Linked DNA regions of Mustela erminea: region 1 is linked to region 2. The links are chromatin contacts, called in public Hi-C maps. All regions are on one chromosome and are shown on one strand. Each heading gives the region's core, a stretch centred on a gene start, on an enhancer-like site or on the middle of the called end of the contact. The rest is flanking DNA. Distances are from core to core; before and after follow the strand shown. Region 1 holds the start of SEC61A1 (protein transport protein Sec61 subunit alpha). Region 2 holds the start of RAB7A (ras-related protein Rab-7a).

The links. A called contact is a pair of places that touch in the nucleus more often than the background predicts.
Region 1: a contact with region 2 is called in a Hi-C map of spleen, with 10 times the contacts expected there. The contact joins the promoter of SEC61A1 here to the promoter of RAB7A in region 2. A contact is called at or near these places in 2 of 3 Hi-C or Micro-C datasets (skeletal muscle and spleen).

What each region holds. Positions count from the first base shown.
Region 1 is chr1:58,426,950-58,432,232 of mMusErm1.Pri, reverse strand. SEC61A1 (protein transport protein Sec61 subunit alpha) reads left to right here and starts at 3,513. Exons shown (of 12, transcript XM_032337804.1): 1 at 3,513-3,704; 2 at 3,974-4,041. The coding sequence starts at 3,698.
Region 2 is chr1:57,808,416-57,813,202 of mMusErm1.Pri, reverse strand. It overlaps RAB7A (ras-related protein Rab-7a), which reads left to right and starts at 1,716. Exons shown (of 7, transcript XM_032335163.1): 1 at 1,716-1,948. It also overlaps the pseudogene LOC116589161.

The DNA of each region.
Region 1 (5,283 bases), core at 2,264-4,763, 620 kb before region 2:
CCCTATGCATGTCTCCCATCTGGCTGTTCCAAGTACTCCTTTTTATAATAAACTGGTGATCTAGTAAGTAAAAAAATTAAATGAACTGCCTTGATTTGTTTTCCAAAAAGTTTTCTCATCTATGTTTTGCAACAAGTGGGTCCATAGTACCCAAATCCATATCAATAGCATTCCTTTAGAAATTCTATTAAAGGGGCAACTGGGTGGCTCAGTGGGTTAAGCCTCTGCCTTCCGCACAGGTCATGATCTCAGGGTCCTGGGATGGAGCCCCGCATTGGGCTCTCTGCTTGGCAGGGAGCCTGCTTCCCCCTCTCTCTGCCTGCTTCTCTGCCTACTTGTGATTTCTCTCTCTGTCAAATAAACAAATAAAATCTTTAAAAAAAAGAAATTCAATTAAATATTTTCATAAAAATGCCCAGTTAGTGTCAAAGATTTCACTTGAACAAGTTTTAACAGCACCCTGATGAATTAAACATTTAGAACTTTAATCTTTAAATACAAAACTTTTTTTTTTTTTTTTTTTTTACAAATTCTAAAGAGGAATTTTAATAATTGTGGACTACTTTGCCTTTTGTCAATCTGTCCCAAACATTCTTTTCAGGTTACTAAAAAATTAACTTTTTAAAAAATTAACATATAATGTATTATTTGTTTCTGGGGTACAGGTCTGTTAATCATCAGTCTTACACAATTCACAGCACTCACCATAGCACATACCCTCCTCCCAATGTCCACAAACCAGCCAGCCCCTTCCTCCCACCCCATCCCCCAGCAACCCTCAGTTTGTTTCCTGAGATTAAGAGTCTCTCATGGTTTGTGGTACCATCTCGTTTCATTTTCTCCCTCCCTAAACCCCACAACCCCCTGCCCAATCTCTCAAATTCTTCATATCAGAGATATCATATGATAGTTGTCTTTCTCCAATTGACTTATTTCGCTAAGCATGATACCCTCTAGTTCCATCCATGTCATTGCAAATGGCAAGATTTCATTTCTTTTGATGGCTGCAATATATATATACATATATATAAAAAGATGTGGTATATACCACATCTCGTTATCCATTCATCTGTTGATGAACATCTAGATTCTTTCCATAGTTTGGCTATTGTGGACATTGCTGCTATAAACATTCAGGTGTACTTTCCCCTTCAGATCACTACCTTTTTATCTTTAGTGTAAATACTCAGTAGTAAATACAAAACTTTTTTTTTTTAAGATTTTATTTATTTATTTGACAGAGAGAGATCACAAGTAGACAGAGAGGCAGGCAGAGAGAGAGAGGGAAGCAGGCTCCCTGCTGAGCAGAGAGCCCGATGCGGGCCTCGATCCCAGGATCCTGGGATCATGACCTGAGCCGAAGGCAGCGGCCTAACCCACTGAGCCACCCAGGCGCCCGTAAATACAAAACTTTTGAGCACTATTTGCACCCAACTTTTCTGTCACTACCAAGTGACATAAGTCAAATTCTTGGTTGGAAAAAAAATCGTTATTTTTCATTCCAGACTGCAAATTTTATATAACAAAGTTTATTTATTATGAGTTTCATTTTGTGCAGATTCTTGCACCACACCAAAACAGACAACAGGTGTCAGGCCAGGATTCACTACTATTATAGTTCCTTCTTTGTCCTGTGAATTAACAAGATTCGTGTTTATTATATTTAAAAGTCTTAAAATTTTATCCAGATTTTCTCTCTTCATTCTAGGTATTGGGTTTTAATATTTTATAATAACACCTTAAGTGTATAAAACACTGCACAACTACTTTCAAAAGAATTACAAAGGGCCAAGAATAAAATTATTTTAAGCCAGTGATTCTCCTGAAGCAATCAATATTTTGTTTACATGAGCAACTTAGCCAGTCCCTTCAGTGACACAGATTAAACTATATCATGAATATTTCTTGGATGTCGCTATATCATTAATACCATTTCCAATGGTACTAATATCCTAAAACTATCACCAGTAAGTTTATATTAAAATTTATATTAACTAATTGTAACACTTACCACAATTACTATAATACCCTTTAGTATTAGGTACTTCAATATTTTAACCATCAGTATGGTTCAGGATGCATACTGACTAAATCAGTTCTGGTCTGTCTGCTGGATTTATTTAGTCCAGGGGCTACAAGTTTAGCCTCTGATCAAAACGCCAGAAGAGATTATCAGTGGGTCCTCCATTTCAGAAGCAGCTCCACAAGCAGACTCCGTGGTCACTTTTTTTGTGCTGTGGATGAGTATCACATGATGTCACACCTGCACCATTTCACTAATTAAAGCTACCTGCCTGCCTCCCGTAGTCATTGTTAACTTCCCACCTCTGGGTTTGGGTCTCAGAAAAAGGCTCTCTGTCCTACCAAAATTTCTGAGGTAAAGATTTGCAAATCCTGGCTACACCCTAGAAATGGGAGGGAGGGGGCAAATAGAAAGAGCAATCCCCAAATTAATATTACCCGAGAAGTATCTTGCCACAACTGCACCTCCAACTTAGATCAGTCCAGGTCATGATTTAGTTCCCTGAAACCTTCCCTAATCCCCAGCCAGCATCACCCACCTCCTCTCCCTCTAAATGATCAACATGAAGTCTCTCTCGTCTGTTTTAGAGCACTCACCACATGCTACCTTGTAATTACACATGGCTCGAAAATAAATTCAATTCTCCATCTAGCATCCCCACCCATTGTCCCCCACGAACGTTAAATCATTGTTTCCCTTCACATAGCCTCTGCTGCAGCCAAACAGGGCATTTTCCCCCCATAGATCTCAGGCGGTCATACCGCCATGCCTTGCTCAAAAGGTTTCCTCAACCTGGTGCACCTTCCTCCCTCATTTCTCGTCGCCGGAATCTGTCGAGGTTGAGCACAAAATCAGCTCTCCTGGGAAGCCTGCCTGGATTCCCCAGCCTATTTCCTGAGCTGTCCCAGTTCTCTGATCCTATCTTCCAGGAATTCATCCCATTCGTCCTCAGATGGCAGGGACTCGGCAGGAGTCACTGCCGAGACCCCGTGCCCAGGGCAAGCCTCCGGATTTGCTGAATGACTCAATAAACGAGGGTGTTCCGTCGGCCTCACCAACCAGGCAACTACTAGGAGCCGGGCATTTCCGTCTGCGCTGGGACACTGGCTCCGGATCAAAGGAGCTTACGCTCTATTCACTAATTCAGAGTTATGAGTACTATGAAGGGCATAGAGGTGACCTGGGACACCGCCTTACTAGCAGGGCTTTGGGCGCAGCGGCCCGAAACAGCGGCCTCAGTTTCTCCACCAGACCGCAACGCCCGGCCTCTGGAGCCACGACACACCCTCCACCCGCGCGTTCCCGCTTGGCCAGGACTGCGCAGCCGCACACTCCCAATCCCGGCGTGCCCCGCGCCCCGCCCCGCCCCGGAGTCTCGCACGCTCTTCCCGGGAGGCCCAGGAGCCCCGCTGCATGCCGGGAGTTGTGGTCTCGGCGGCGACGGTGAGGGTCCGCGGCTGGCCCACAGCGCGTGGCAGGAAGCGGAAGCAGCCTGCGGCCCGCCCCCGGCTCCGCCCCGCGCCGCGCCGCGCCGCGCCGCTGCCGCGGTGCTAGCACTGACGTGTCTCTCGGCGGAGGTGCAGCGCTCGCGAGCGGGCTGGGCCGCGGACAGCCTCACTTCACTCGGAGTGGAGCGGAGTCGAAGGGGGGCCCGGAGCCCGAGCAGCCGCCGCCATGGCGAGTGAGTCCCTCAGGGCAGCCCCGGCAAGGCCAGGAAGGATCAAAATGCCCCTTCCCCTCACCCGTCCAGACGAGCGGCCACCCCCCAGGCCCGCCCAGCTCCCCTAGACCGTGGCCGGCGCCCCGGCCCTTCCTGGGGTGCCCGCGAGCCCCCGTGCGCGGTCTGCTCCTCTAGTCCCTGCTCCTGCTCACGGTGGGCGGAGGGCTTCCCCAAGGGAGCGGGGAAGGTTTTTACGTGCCCTAACTCTGCTTTTGTCTCTCCCATCAAAGTCAAATTTCTGGAAGTCATCAAGCCCTTCTGTGTCATCCTGCCGGAAATTCAAAAACCGGAGAGGAAGGTAAGTTCCCGAAATCGCCGTCCACCGAGGTTTCATGAACTGTCTGGGCGTCCGAAGTTTACAGTACAATTAAAATGGCTTCAGCACGCCAGCTGGGAACTCGGTTTCGCACCCCTTCCTCCTGGCGTGTAGCGGTGTGTACTCCTGAGCCTTGTCGGAAGGTGACCTGGTTGTGGGAATTTCCTCCGAAGTCATGGTGCTATATTTGGAGCATCTTTTGAGGATGTTACTCCAGCAAACAAAGCCTCCGGTTTGCTCGGTCCCAAAAGTGGAACTTGGAGATGAATGAGTAAGGCCCCAGAAGCCTCAGGATACTCGGATTGAGTTTCCTTTCCTTCTTCACCTCCAGCACGAGCGCTTCGTGGCTGGGTTTTCCCCCCCTCAGGAGGTTTTGGTATGCATGTGTTAAAAGGAGGTAAGAGCAGTCCCTTTATCCTGTGCGAATGAGTTAGGACTCTGATAGTCTCCATAAAAGGTACAGAGAAAAAGGGCGTTTTTGTGAACCCTGCTTTTTACAGCAGACGCATTAAAACATGAGAAGATAAAAATGTAGAACCTTTATCAGAATTCCCGCTCCTACCCAGCTACAGCCCAGGATAGCAAGTTTTGCCAATGCTGGTGTAGCAGTTAAACAGTGGGGAAGTTTTATTTAGATTCTTGCATTCAAGAGAATGAATAGTGAAAGATTTTTGCCTTTAGATTCTTTTAAGACTGTTGTTCATGCATTCACATACACATCTGTGTATTTAAGGTCAATATGGACACTTTCGTCTTGAAGTCTCCCCCTTTTTTTTTTTTAACTTGAAATCATTTTGTGTAAGTGTTCCACATACGTGCCCTTTTCAATGGGTAGAATACAAAGTTGTCCCTTCTACCCCAACTCCCTAGCATAGTAGAAAGGGCATGGCTCTGGAGGTAGACAAGCCTGGGACCCACCCTTCACAAACCTTTTAACAGCTGTCTGACCTTGGCCTTGTAACTAAGTGTGGTAGATGGAGCAGTGAAAATATGTGCAGGTTGTAGCAGTGGCTCGGGAGGGGATTAATTCTGGAAGATGTGGTTTCTGGTGGTTTTAATGGAAGAATAGAAGGGGTTTGTTTTGTTTTGTTTTGTTTTGAGGGGAGGGAAAGGAATTCCAGGTATAAAGAATATATGTGTGCAAAGCAGACAAGCAGGTGGGAGGGTGTTAGCTGTAGTTCCATATTTCTAGAACATAAAGGGTGATGGGGAGCAATGGAAGGG
Region 2 (4,787 bases), core at 467-2,966:
AAAGACTATGAGAAGAGTATGTTGAAGACGGAGATAAAGTTCTGAGTTGATCTTAATGTGTTTGGATGGGGCAGGTCTTTGATAGGGTGTCCCACCCTCTTAAGAGCTCTATAGTGTACAGTTTTTATTGCCTCATCTTTGATTCTAAGCTCAGGGAGTCTTGAGCTCTTGTCACCAGCTAAACTCCAAAGCCTGACCTTTACTGCCTACCCGCTTGTTGTACTCATTGTCCCACATTTTCCCTTAGACTCTTCTTTCCAGCTTATCTTCCCCCCCACCATTATCTTTTAACTCAGGCAAAAGACCTGAGGGGCGTAACATTCCCTGATGGAAACCCAAATACCCCTCAGTCAGGGTACCTGGGTGGCTCAGTTAAGCGTCTGCCTTCAGCTCAGGGTCCTGGGATCAAGCCACATCTGGCTCTCCACTCAACAGGGAGCCTGCTTCTCCTTCTCCCTCTGCCTGCCACTCTGCCTACTTGTGTGCACTCTCTCTCCCTTTGTCAAATAAATACAATCTTTAAAAAACAAACAAACAAACAAACAAACAAACAAACGGCAATAATAACTGCCCAGACCACCCGGACCAGTTTGAACTTATCCCCCTACTCACGGGTATGCAGATGGACCATGGAGTGGTAAAATGAGGTAAGACTTACCCTTACCTCATTTTAATAGTAAAGTCTCCACCCAAGGAGGAGCACAAGCCTTCATATACATAACATACCGTGTATGTATAGGCATGTTTCCTTAAGGCACATGCACCTCCTTTTGCCTGCCTCTAACATAAGATGACAAGGCTCCCCTATCTAAATAGTCATCCTAACCCTAAATAAAAGGAATCCATTCCCCTTTGCTCTAGGAGCCACGGATTTGTAAGTTATTCCCCAGCGATCTCCTTATTTGCTGCAAATAAGTTTACTTTGTGAGACAACTCCACCTGGTGCATCTGTGACTCGCTAAGGAGGAACCTCATGTTAGTTAAATTAGCTGGTTTTCCATTTACTTAGACCAGACCAACGTCTCATTCACCTCCACGTCTCCGTCACTCTGTTACACAACTAGTACATTTTCAGTCGACTAGATCATGCACATTGACATCCAACCTCCTTCACATCTCATCCTACCACTGTGGGAGCAAAGTCAAATCCACTTGTAGAAATAATCTTTCCTTAAGTGATTAAGGACAAACGGAGATGTTCCAAAGGTGTACTACCGGGACCTGGTAGGGGCTCAGCAAATATGGGTACTCTTCCTCAACCCAATGTAAGTTTGTCAAATAACCGCTCTTTTATCTCCCACCGCTTAGAGACCTCCCCCTGAGAAAGTCTCTGCCTAGAGTATGCAAGCTTCCTTGATTCTGAAGAGCTCAAGACACACAGTAGGACTACTTAGTTGACTGATCGGTGCCTTCTGCAGAGGGACAGTACTGTAAGAGCCAGTTTGCTCTCGTCCTCTCTTCCCCGGCATTCATTATTCTGGGGGAACGCGGGAGTGGGAGGGAAAGGCGAGACAGCTGAGACGGCTGAGACATCCGTGTGCGGATTCAACATGGCGCCGTTCTTCTCATTGTACGAGCCTCAAAGATGGCAACAACCAATTGGGGGCAGACATGTTTGTGCCACGTGATCCAGGCTCAGCCCAAAAGCGGCCGGAACGTGACGCAAGATTGAGGCGGGGCTCTTCCCCCGCACTCTTGGCGTCGAGAGTCTCGTGACAAGTACTTCCGCTCGGGGCGGCGGCGGTGGCGGAAGTGGGAGCGGAGCCGGAGTCTTGGCCATAAAGCCCAAGGCGGCGGCAGCGGCGGCGTTGAAGGTTTGTGGAGTGCCGAGGTGTCCGCTGGAACCGGAACTTGGACTTCTCTTCAGCCCCTGTGCTCCCTTGTACTTCCTCCTCGGCGGGAGCCCTAGCGACGCGCCCGGCCCGGAGCCCCAAGCGGAGCGGCCGCGGTAAGCAGCGGGCCCAGCCTGGCGGGTGGCCTGGCCCCATCCCCCTCAGTTTCTCGGTCGCCCGGCCCTCGCGTCGTCCCTATCTCGGGCAAGCTCTAGGCCCAGCGAGGCCTCGCGGGGAAATCCTGCGTCGCTCAAGGCCCAAGAGCAGGCCCGGACCGCACCCGGCCGTGGGGGAGGTCAGAGGTCTTCGGGTGTGACCTCTGGCCGTGTTGCCGACCGCAGACTGGCGGTCCGGGACGCCTCGTTTGCTGGTAGCGTCAAGAACCAAGCCGGAGGGTCTTCTGATCTGGGTGGCCTCTGGACACTGGGGGCCTGCGCCGCTGCGGGACGCGCTATTGGGCTGAATCCCTTGGAGCAGCGAGCGGGAGTTTGTCGGAGTCGACCCCGCCCGCTGCCTTGCCTGGGGACGCTAGCCCGGGCGCCCCGGATCGCGCGGGCCTTGCTAACAGGCGCCCAGGGCTGAGCCACGTTCCCATCTGTATCTTCAGTGAACAGCCTGACCCTGTTAGTGAGAGAGGTTCTCCGAAGGCAACTGAGTCAAGGCAGTGAGTCAGGTCACGTGCATTGGGCTCGCCCCAAGCACTTGTATACATGTGAGACGCCTCTGGCTCCGGGAGACAGGGAGCTTTTTGTCTTAAGTCTGTTGTGGTAGATCCCGAAGGAAGTTTTCAAACTTACTGGGGGAAAGATGGGGTTTGGTCTCCACCGCGTTGAGGGACTTCTTACTGCCTTAAAGCTTGATGTCAAGTGTTTCTTTCGTAAGAGTGGAAAATTGAGAAGAATAGTAGCAAACATTTGAGCGCTGGTTGTGGTCTCGGCAGCGTGGCAAGACCACTGCAAGGATTTTTACGTTTAAGGCTCAGAACAGCCTTTGAAGTACCATTATTGTTAAAGAACGGAGAGCTTAAGTTGTTTGGCCAAGGTCACACAGATAAGTAAGTTAAGTAGCGAAGGTTCAAGCTGAGGCAGTCAGATTCCGGAGTACTGTACTCGACTGGTCTCTGGGTTGCACTGCTTTCCGATGCTCCTGAAGTTGTGATCTGTCTTTTGCCACCCAGTGTCTTCCTTCTGTGCCTCCTTTGTTTCTAGTGATCCTATTTGAAATGCTCTGCTTTTACCTTACAGCCACCTTAGTTCTACCTTAAAATCATGAGGTATTCCATTTGCGGTTGTGACTTTTAACATAGGTTTTTTTGTAGTGTAGTGCTAATATTAGATGCTCTACAGTTTTAGCGAAGTGCTTGAATGAGGTCTGAAAAATGTTGTTACGTAAATGTTTTGTCAAACGAATTATGCCTGCCAATCCTGCCATGTGAACCTTTCTTAAAACCTTAGTACATGAGTATCTGGCCAGTTAGTTCTTTCCTGTTGAAAATACTCTGTCTTCTTTTGGATTCCAAAAGAACAGGCTCTTGTCTCTTCCTTGTGACTTAAGCAGCTGATTAGCCGCATGACTTCTCATCTATGGATTAATAGAGTCTCCTATTAGTGTGTTTCTCTTCAGACTTGGGAGAGTTTGCTCAGATTTGAGTCTAAGAACTGGAAGGTGAGTTGTGAGTACTTCTGAAGATACCATCCAGGCTTAAGCTTAGTCCTCCCAACCCTGTTGTATTCTAATTTCTTTTTTTTTTTTTTTAAACTGTTCTACCTAAACTGATATATTTAAGTGAGTAAATAGTATGGTAGTCTTACATGATGTTTGAATTTAGAGAGGAGAGTAATGATGAGCACCTTTTCATTCATTGAGATGTTTTGAACATCTACCATTTCTTAGACATTACTGCTTATTGAGTCAGGGACGTAGGTGTGGTTATTGTCCTAAAGGAATTTAAAAATGGTGTGTGATCGCAGCCAGAATTCTGTTGTGGAATGGCTTGGTGGAAGAACCTGACTGAGGCTTTTGGAAAGAGGAGTTGTTTCTCATCTCAGCAAGTGAATCCATAGTAGGCAGTCTTGTAGAACACCAGACTCTTGAAGCCAACTTGAAGGCTTTGTTAATTTAACAGCATTTGTATGGTTTGCTCTGGAGAGTATGGAAGATAATGTTACAGTTTCAAATTGATCTTGTCTTTGGAAGAGAAACCTTCAACACTAGTTTATCCTTTTGCTCTAGTGGTGTTTTGTTGTTCACTTGAGGGAGTTCATGTCATTGCCATTTGACACTGCAAATGTTTGCTGCTATTACGGTGTTGTTTGAGCAAAGGCACATTTGGCATGCTGGATTTTTTTTTCCTTCAGCTGATGGAGAAAGTTTAATATAGTGCCCACCAGTTATAATGCCAGTATTTTACTAAATAAAGCCCTGTGCTGCTGCATCTTGTGCAACTGCTCTGGCTCCCCTTTAAAAGGAGATGAGTTTTGTGTTCGTGGTAGAAGTGCATGAGTAAACAAATGGCAGGGTGGAATGTAGGAGAAAGCACTCTAAAAATAGTTGTGTAGTCTCTCTCTCCAGGTAATTGTTAACAATCACTTGGGCATTTATTTGCTTGTTTTGTTTGTGCCAACCAGGCCTAAGCCCCCAAATCCCATAATCAAAGAACATTGTTTTATAGTAAAATATGGCTTTGAATCTGATTCCAGACCCCACCACCAAGTGAAGCGGAAGGTTTTGGTTATTTGATTAGCTTCTAATCTCCAAAGAGAATTGTACTAATACCATTTCTACCCTTACATTTGGTATTAGCCTTTCTCTGCAAAGGGGTAGCAAACCGAGACCACACTCTTATGATAGTCTTCCTATGCACTGTTCCTTTCTGAAATTTGACATGTTTGCTGTTACTTTTGTGGTCAAATTGTGTAACTGTGCATCTGTTTGATACAACAAATAAGGCTGGGT